Regions from separate parts of the Mus musculus genome. Here all the other regions are linked to region 1. A link is a contact called in public Hi-C data. All regions are on one chromosome and are shown on one strand. The core of a region is the stretch at or near the end of the contact, and the rest is flanking DNA. Distances in the headings are between cores, read along the strand shown.

The links. Hi-C and Micro-C count contacts between places; a contact is called where the count stands out from the background.
Region 2: a contact with region 1 is called in a Hi-C map of bone marrow-derived macrophages, with 15 read pairs. The contact joins two enhancer-like sites. A contact is called at or near these places in 1 of 15 datasets of contacts at CTCF or cohesin (large pre-B cells), 1 of 484 Hi-C or Micro-C datasets (bone marrow-derived macrophages), 9 of 115 datasets of contacts at active chromatin or transcription factors (embryonic forebrain, embryonic stem cells, epiblast stem cells and 1 more) and 1 of 9 other capture datasets (embryonic stem cells).
Region 3: a contact with region 1 is called in a Hi-C map of bone marrow-derived macrophages, with 21 read pairs. The contact joins two enhancer-like sites. A contact is called at or near these places in 1 of 15 datasets of contacts at CTCF or cohesin (the NIH/3T3 cell line), 2 of 484 Hi-C or Micro-C datasets (the P5424 cell line and bone marrow-derived macrophages), 1 of 115 datasets of contacts at active chromatin or transcription factors (embryonic basal ganglia) and 1 of 9 other capture datasets (embryonic stem cells).

What each region holds. Positions count from the first base shown.
Region 1 is chr14:78,697,937-78,700,941 of GRCm38.p6, forward strand. All of the region lies in intron 2 of Dgkh (diacylglycerol kinase, eta), which reads right to left. Among named protein-coding and RNA genes, the nearest start is that of Dgkh, 33 kb to the right of the region's middle. Within about 2 kb of position 1,450, at least 45 of the 459 cell types and tissues checked have an H3K27ac peak or open chromatin away from gene starts, as enhancers often do. A contact at or near this core is called in bone marrow-derived macrophages, where this site is marked.
Region 2 is chr14:79,114,045-79,117,049 of GRCm38.p6, forward strand. The region is part of intron 37 of Vwa8 (von Willebrand factor A domain containing 8); the gene reads left to right. All of the region lies in intron 1 of Gm30970 (a long non-coding RNA gene), which reads right to left. Among named protein-coding and RNA genes, the nearest start is that of Gm30970, 20 kb to the right of the region's middle. Within about 2 kb of position 1,452, at least 53 of the 459 cell types and tissues checked have an H3K27ac peak or open chromatin away from gene starts, as enhancers often do. A contact at or near this core is called in bone marrow-derived macrophages, where this site is marked.
Region 3 is chr14:79,088,204-79,091,208 of GRCm38.p6, forward strand. The region is part of intron 29 of Vwa8 (von Willebrand factor A domain containing 8); the gene reads left to right. Among named protein-coding and RNA genes, the nearest start is that of Gm30970, 46 kb to the right of the region's middle. Within about 2 kb of position 1,463, at least 119 of the 459 cell types and tissues checked have an H3K27ac peak or open chromatin away from gene starts, as enhancers often do. A contact at or near this core is called in bone marrow-derived macrophages, where this site is marked.

The DNA.
Region 1 (3,005 bases), core at 200-2,699:
CAAATCTGCAGCTAAGAAAAATCTCAACAGCACACTTTTTTTTTCTCTTAACAAAATCAATAATCTGTTGCTAACATATTCTGGGAAGAGCCACATGATATTTTTTTTTAAAAAAGTAAAAGAACCAAAATTTTAACGTTAGAGCTCTGTAGTCCCGGAGCCAAATATAACGAGTGATTAGGCTGAACTTCACGAGTTGTAAGATGTCTGGGAAAATGGGAAGTATAAAATAATTCTACTGCTTTCTTACAAAACATGATTGCTAACAGTGCTGTTTCTTTCCTTCCCAGCCCTGTGTTACAGGCTGATTCCCTTCAACCAGTCACCGAGTCAAAGGCAGGCATGCAAGGTGTCCTGAGACTAACAACACAGCAAAGCATCCACACACAAAACTTAAAGGTAGGTCTCTCATTGCTTAGTCCAACCAAAAATTGCGCTGTCTTTTATGTTCTTTTATACTGTGCATGTTTTAGCAGCATGCCTATCTGTGTACCACGTGCATACAGTGCCCTGAGAGGCCAGAAGAGGGCATCAGATCCCCTGGATCTGGAGTTAAAGAAGCCATGTGGGTGCTGGGAATTGAACCCAGGTCCTCCGGAAGAGGAGTAAGTACTCTCCTCTGCTAAGCCATCTCTCCAGCCTTAGCTGAACCATCCAGTACTAGAGGCTGTTACACAGGCAGCAAACAAGAATAGTGCTTTAACTTGGGGGGGGGGGGCAGCACAGCCAGCCAGCCAGCCAGTGTGTGTGTGTGTGTGTGTGTGTGTGTGTGTGTGTGTGTGTGTGTACATACGAGCGTGCCTGCATTTTATTTTAGGGCAAGGGTCTCTCACTGATCTTGGAACTTCTCATTTCATCTCTGCCAAATAACCAGCAAACCTCCCAGAATCTGCCTGTCTCCATCCCCCAACACTGGCGGGGAACAGCTATTCCTCATTTTGGCTTTTTGTCCCACCTGTGGGTGCTGGAGAATCCAAGCTCAGCACAGCTAGCACTTTGCCCACTCAGGCATCTCCCTGGTCCCGGTCAAGGAACATTTTGTAATTTATTTTAAGTCCCTGTCTTGATGCCTTGATTGGTTTTGTTTTGTTTTGTTTTTTAATTATACACTAACTTTTGAGAACTTTATTTACAAAGGGCTTTTGGCATGATATGAACACTGACCTGGAATTCCCCGCCCGACACGCTCAGAGGGTTGCCAGTGACCGTGCACAGTGGAGCTGCATTTCAAGTGGCCTCTTTGGGCGGAAAAACTATTAGTGTATGAGAATTAGGATTGTATAAAATTGCTCAAGAGATTTAGTTCCTTCAAAAAAAATAGGAAGTTTTGGTTCAAAGCACAGAAATCAAGGGTGGAATGAGGTAATGGTGGCGGAGTGGAGGTGAGGACTGTGTGAAATGAAGAGAGGCCAAAAATAGGAAAGAGTAGGAGGAAGCGGCTGAAACAGGTAGCAGCCAGTGCTCGCCATGGTAACCATGATCAACAGATGAGCATCCGTCACAGCATGAGGCTTAAAAGAGTCCCCATCTGCGCTAGACTCAGATTTCAATTTGTGGTTACAGCTAACAGTAGACATTAATAAATAACATTTAAGTAGGCTAAACATGCTGGTAGCAGCAATACTGACTAGGGGACATATCTGTTATGAGCTAGAGGTCCCCTTTCAAAGGGAAGATCTGCAAATTAAGAGAATGAAGGTGTTTTCTTTATAGGTTAATCATGGAACACAGTGACACTGGCGAAGCTGAACCTGGGATTTATAGCACTTTTACACACACAGCTCCTATTCATTGATGTCCTTGGCCCCAGGAGACATGCTTTGGTGATGAAGTAAATATTTTAGTTACTGAGTTCTTTCCCTTTAGATCAGTGAGGAGCTATGAAGCAGCGGGGCTACCACAAGTCTGCCAGCTCAAAATTCATACTCCAAGGGTTTTGCCAAGTCAGAGGGATTAGTACACTGTCAAACACTACTAGCCAATTTATACTCACGCATAACAAATGTCACCAACTTGACCTAAACCAGAAAAAAGTACAAAAGAGACAGTAAGATTGAAGCTCACTCTAACTCTCCTCCTTTGGTCAGCATAACAACCGTGAAGGAGGAGTCTCATGGTCTTGGTTTCAAAGGCTTTTGCAGGCGTTAAACAGTTCGCCTTCTATTATACAATTTCTATCCATAAGAGGTGAAAGTGAGACCAAGGGTAAGCCAATGGTAGAACACTTGATCGGCATGCACATGGCCCTGGCAACAACCTGCAACACCTTTCCTACAAGACTTTGACCAGAGGCAGAAAGTCTATCTGTCCTAACACACCACACACACACACACACACACACACACCCATACAGCTCCAGTTCCCATGCATCATAACTCTCCAGCTCAATGACAAAGGCTCAGGCAGGCTATGCCCATTTCAAGAGTGGTGTCTACTTGAAAATATTTCATTCTACTTAACAAAAATAAAACTCTGCACTGATTAAAAACAGATCTTCTGCTTTTACAGATGCCCTGACCAGTGATCAGCTGAAACACCGGCAGGAAGCCAGACACGGAGGCGCACATGTTAATTCCAGCAGATTGGGAGGGCAGCTCCAAGTCTGAGGTGAGCCCCCACCCACGTAGTGACACTGTGTTTCAAAAGATCAAACAAATAAACAGAATAACTACATAGTGAAATGCCAATCTGTTTTATTAATCTCTGTAATGCTAGCAACTAAATAAATGTAAGCTCAAGGTATGGGGAGAGGGATGACGGGGGATGGTGTGGGTAGCCGGATGGGTACCTCTGCCACCTCTGAGGATCACAGGTTCTGGGGACCACGCGAATGCACTTCATCCACTACAGTAGAGAGACAGCAGCTTCTTTTGAACTTCTAAAACATTAAATCATTTCAAGGGCTACCTTAATATTTTTACTGTGACACTGGTAAGTAAAAAAATTGCAAGTGTTCCCTTTATTTAATTTAGTCAAAGGGGAAAAGGGTGGAAGCTAGTTACTTT
Region 2 (3,005 bases), core at 202-2,701, 420 kb after region 1:
CGCTAATCCATCACGTGGAGGTGAGAAGCAAGGACTGGTCAGCAGAATATTGGTTATGAGAATAGAGAAACTGCGGTACAGAACAGTATAGTATAACATAGCAACACAGTTAAAAACGAGAGATGCTGTGAGAATGTGAAGAAAGGGCTGACAAGATGGCTCACCCAGTAAAGAAGGCACTTCCACACACACGCATACACACATACACTCACACACACACACACACACACCACACTCATACACACATACATATACACATGCACACACATACACACACATGCACACTCACACACACACACAGTTTCTAAGCAGCTCCTCTTGAGAATGAACTACTGAGGTAAGAGTTTAGCAAGACTAGTGTGTCATGTATGGTGAACACTGCAAAGCACTAATGAAGGAGATGGAAACCAAGTACAGAAAGAGGCAGACCAAGCTCATCGGACAGATTTGATATGACAAAGACTCTCATCTCAAGGCTGACCTATAGATTTAATGCAGCTCTAAGCAGTTTTCCAGCAGGACTTTTTTCTAGCAGCTGAGTACAAGCCAATTCTAAAATGTTTATGTTAAGGCAAGGAATTAACATAGCCCAAATAATCATTTTCAAGATGAATCAGGCTGGGAAATCCTGTTACCCAGCTTTAGGGTTCACTGCGGTGTTGGCAAAAGGATGAAAGAACAAATCGATGAGACAGAATAGAAAGTCCAGAAATAGACAGGAGACATAGCACCAATTAGTAGCCGGCTGCCAAAGAAAGCACTCTAACGGAGGAAAGAGGATCACCAAGAGTGAGGAACAACTGGACAGCCCTATGCAGACGACAACAACAACTGTTCTCAAAGAGTAAGGGGCTAGAGAGATGTCTCAGCAGTTAGCGCGTGTGCTGCTCTTGCGGAAGACTGGAGTTCAGTTGCAGCAGCCACATCAAGCAGGTCACAAATGCCTATGAATCCAGCTCTAGGGGACCTGACACTATCTCTGGCCTCTGCAGGCCCTGTAACTCACACACTCAGATACACACATAATTCATAATTTAAAATGAGTAATAAAATAAGATCTTTGGGGCTGGAGAGATGGCTGTGTGACTAAGAGCACTTACTACTCTTACAGAGGATTGTGGTTTGGGTCTCCGTACCCATGTGATGAGTCACAACAACGCATAGTTCCAGTGCCAGGAAGGTCACTTCTGGTCTCTGCAGGCAACAGGCACGTATGTGCTACACATTCAAGCAAACACTCATATACATAAAATAAAAAAGTAAAAAATTCTGAAACACATTTTAAAATATGGAAATAAAATTAATTAATAACTTCTGCAGAGTGCCCTAGCATTCATTATTATTTGAAGAATGTGAAGCTAACTAAGAATTATCCTAATACTGGGCTGCCAGCAAGGCACAGTGGGTAAAGTCCCTTCCTGCCACGCCTGACCACCTGAGTGCCGTCCCTGTTCCTACATGTTTGAAGGAAAGAACCAACTCCCACTAATTAATCTCGGACAGCCACACAAGGATGCTCACTGTGGTCTGTGTGAGCACGCGCGCGTGCGCGCGCGCGCGCACACACACACACACACACACACACACACGCCCATAGTTTAAAAGAATATTCTAATACTCTTACATTTTAAAAAGCAATTTTGTTAAGGAGGTTTACTACAGCTTTGGGGTTTTGGTTTGTTTGTTTTGTTTTTGTTTTTTGTTTTTTGTTTTTTTAAATGTATATGAGCATACTGTTGCTGTCTTCAGACACCAGACGAGGGCACTGGATCCCATTACAGATGGCTGTGAGCCACTATGTAGTTGCTGAGAATTGAACTCAGGACCTCTAGAACAGTCAGTGTCCTTAACCACTGAGCCATCTCTCCAGCCCCAACAACTTCATCTTTCCGTATCAGTTTGGGAGTAAGAAATCCAAGTGTTTCATTCACAGACGTGAGAAGTTGAGGCTCAGCAAGATTAAGGAACTAGCCTAAGGTGATATGGCTTGGTTTTCTTTGAATTCTTTTTTTGTTTGTTTGTTTGTTTGTTTGTTTTTGTTTTTCGAGACAGGGTTTCTCTGTGTAGCCCTGGCTGTCCTGGAACTCACTCTGTAGACCAGGCTGGCCTCGAACTCAGAAATCCGCCTGCCTCTGCCTCCCAAGCGCTGGGATTAAAGGCGTGTGCCACCACCACCCAGCTTCTTTGAATTCTTAATCCACCCAGCTGCATGGTCCATGAACATTAACAGTGCTCAGTGTTCAGTCAACTATCCTAGAGGTCCATACTGCCACCCCAAAACTACTAAAACCCAAAAGTGCCAGCCGATTTCGAAACCTGGCACCGGTCTCTGTTTGAGCCTGTTAGGCCACAGGAGTGAATGTTTCTAAGGAGCCAAGTGACTACCCAGCCATCCTCGGCATCGTCAGCAAGGATGCTGTGGGATGCTCCTCGGTGTTGGCAACAGCAAACAGGAGTCTCACGAGCTTTCCAGTGTTCCTTAACTTCTGAATGGCCTTTCCCTTAGTGAATACGATGCTGCAGCATGGCCACATTGTGCATGAGCAGAGCAGTAAGTCTGCAGCAGGCTTTCAGAAGAGCAGGCGGCCTGTTGACAGGAGAGGCTAGCAGGAAATACCAGTGCCACAGGGGTGATGTGGTTGGGTACCAAGTGTCACCTCTAGACCACTCTAAAAAGTCAAGTGCTTGCCGGGAATGAATGATTGACTGACAGGAGGGCCCTCCTCATTGCAATAAACAGCACATTTTTCCCCCTTGAAGATGTACTTGAATCGCATTGGAATGAGTGAGGGGAAATGGGGTCTCTTGGATTAAATATGATTGTCAACTCCACAAGTAAGTATAGCTGTGGGAAAGCTAAACCCCACATTTCTCCCTTTCTCCTTATTAGTTTTAAAAGGTGTTTCCAGTATAGGTATAGACTTTCAGGTTAACAGAGTCCAAAGATTTTGGAGATCAAAATAGAGGACCCCAGCCCCCTTGATGGCGCACTGATGGTGGTAGAT
Region 3 (3,005 bases), core at 213-2,712, 390 kb after region 1:
GTGGGTAGCAGACTGCTCAGAGTCTTGCATGCACTGGAAGGCCCTGAGAGTAAGAGGGGAGTGTCAGAAAGGGGTCTCTTCAGTTACTCTGTGTTATCAGGGAGTAGTAATGAGGCAGAACTGAAGGGGCCAGTTCAGACCTTCTTACAGTGAGCCCTCCAAAAAATATTGATAGCCTGGAGGAGGGTGAAGGTCATAAGTGATTGACCCTAGGTGCATTTTGACGGGATAGCTGGCAGGACTTCCTAACAGAACAGGCATGTGGAGGGAGTTCCAGGACAGCCCCCAGAGCATCTCAGTGAGACCCTACCTCAAACAAACGGATGGAAAGCATGAAGTCCTGAGTTCAGATCCTTATCCCACATAAGAGCTTTACAACCAGGAGAATCCACCAGAGACAGCACCTGTCAGGGGGAATTTAAATTTAATAAGCTAACCAAATTTGGATGAGACTCAGAAGTGGAAGTATTTATTCAAACAGTTCCCCAGATTTTCAGCTTGTCACATTAACAGAAATTTACACATACAAATTCTGTAAAACTATTAGTTTTTAGATGCTCAGCTCCTGTTTTATTTCACAAAAGACCCAATTGTTTGGCAACATTGTAGACTAATTTTTTTTGTAGACTAATTGTTTTGTTCAGTGATTTTCATCAAGGAAATAAGGTTTTCATTGTAGAGCTGTACTTGACTGGCACAGCCTGTGCCTGGCCCGGAGGCATTCTCAGACCCTGTCTGACTTCTGCATCCTGAGTGACATCTGAGGTATCTTTCCGCTGCCTCTCCTCTCCCTCTTCACACAGGTTGTTCCAGTTGACTGTTTTAGAAAATGGTGCAGCCAGGCTGAGCCGTGGTGATGCACACCTTTAATCCCAGCACACGAGAGGTAGAGGCAGGTGGATCTCTGATTTCGAGGCCAGCCTGGTCTGCAGAGCAAGCTCCAAGACAGCCAGGGCTACACAGAGAAACTCAGTCTGGGGTCAGGGTGGGGGTGGGGTGGGGCAAATGGAGCAGTTTAACTAGTGGTATAAAAATGTGGGCTGCCCTCGAGTCCTTCTTCCTGATTCTGGAAGAACTGAAGACAGAGTTGAAAGGGACACAGTGCAGCCACAAATAAATCTGTCCCTTATCATTTTAAAATAAAGTTTTGCTGTAGATGCATCCTCCTGGTTAGTTGGAAAGTTGTTCAAAAATTCCTTACTAAAATAAAATCTTAAGTGAGGACAGGAAAACTAAAAATAACGGCCTTGCCCTGCCCCTGTTCCCAAGGGTTCCTTCAGTCCATCTGCTTAGCCTTTAGTGTTTCAGACTTGGGCATGGGGGCCATCTGAAGGTCACTCTTCTCCCAGTCAGATACAAACACAAGAAAATGGCTCAGTTGCTCCTCTACCCTGCCCCCAGCTCAAGCAGTGCCAAAGCCACAGTTTCTTGTACTCATGTGTGACGTGAGTTTCTATTTTTAAGCACAGGCAGAATATATCATTAGTCATTTACAGAAGGAACCCATTAACATCTAAAAGGATGGAGCCACAGAGTTCCTTCAGGCTGCCAAGTGTTGGTGGAAGCCATTCTCAGCCCACGGGGCAGTGCACTTTGGCTGTGGACACATGTGCTAGGAAATAAAAGTTGTGTGTGTGTGTGTGAGTGTGTGAGTGTGTGTGTGTGTGTGTGTGTGTGTGTGTAACTTAGCAGGACAGTGCTCAGGTCATGTATGCCCAGTTAGGAAGATGTAGGTTTTTTTTTTTTTGTTTGTTTGTTTGGTTTGGTTTGGTTTGGTTTGGTTTTGAACCTAGAAGAGGAAGGGAAATGGAAATTACAGTGAATTCTCTGTGTAATCATCTGCTCATTCTTTATTTTTAAGGGGGGACACTTTACTTTAGGACTTCCTTTAGTAGCAGATGGCTTAAGAGCTAAGGATTTATGACAGAGTTGTATGTATTTATCATGCAAGAAACATTTTCTCTATTAAAAGCTACCCAAAAAGAATTTAACCTAGAACAAAGACCTGGTAAATTTTTAACTTGCTTTTATGCTTTCTTTTTCAATTATTTTCATGTTTATGTATGTGTCAAGGTCACAGGATGATGTCTACTGTCCCTATGGGCCTCACTCTGCCTTATATAGTGAAGCAGGCTCTCTCACATGTGCCCAGAGCACACAGGCTCATCTGGTCTAGCTCACTAGATTGCCTGGCAAATCCCAGTTCTACCTCAAAAATGCTGGAAGTCCAGGTAGCCACCATGCTAGGCTTTTATGGCTTTTATGATTCTGGGGACCCAAGCTCTGCTCCTTGTACTTGCTGATCAAACACTGTTCCCACAGACTTGTCTCCTCTGCCCTTGTTTTTATAATTGTAGAAGGAAAAGCTTCTTGCTCTCACCACCATTTTAGAAATATTCAAATACCAGTAAACAAGACTTCTTGGGCTAGATGTTATTCTAAAGAGTATGTCTACTGTAGGTTCTTAATAGAGAGTCAGAAAACGATGCAACTTTAGGTGTGTCAAGGTCTCATCTTAAATAGAATAAAACAGAGTTTGTTCTGTAGCCATTAGAAGTGATCATGGCCCCAGGGAACACGGGTTTAGGTTTCCCCAAATTCCATGTCCAACGTGGAAGCGGGTTCGTGAAGTTTTTAGAGTTTTACAGAGCAAAGAAAGTCATGAATCAGATCAAGTTTAAAAACCAGCTTCTTTGAAATCTTTGAAGATATTTAATCTTTTCTAGCTTTCTCTATTTTAAATCCCTATTGCATATATTCCAGTTCATAAGTCCAATGCTTAGGTTTATTTCCTTTCTTGAAAAAAAATTCCTGAGAGATTGTTACTGCACTGTGAGGCCATTAGGATGGGTCCCAGGACTGGGTTCTCCTCCTCCTCCGACGTACAGTAAGGGAGCAGGGAAGGCAAGGTCTCAGCACTCAGGCAAGTTTCACTGAAAGCCAGAGAGGACAGGACCTGCCCCAGGAAGAGGAGGGTCCTGGAGATGTGTTCACGTCTACCGAGA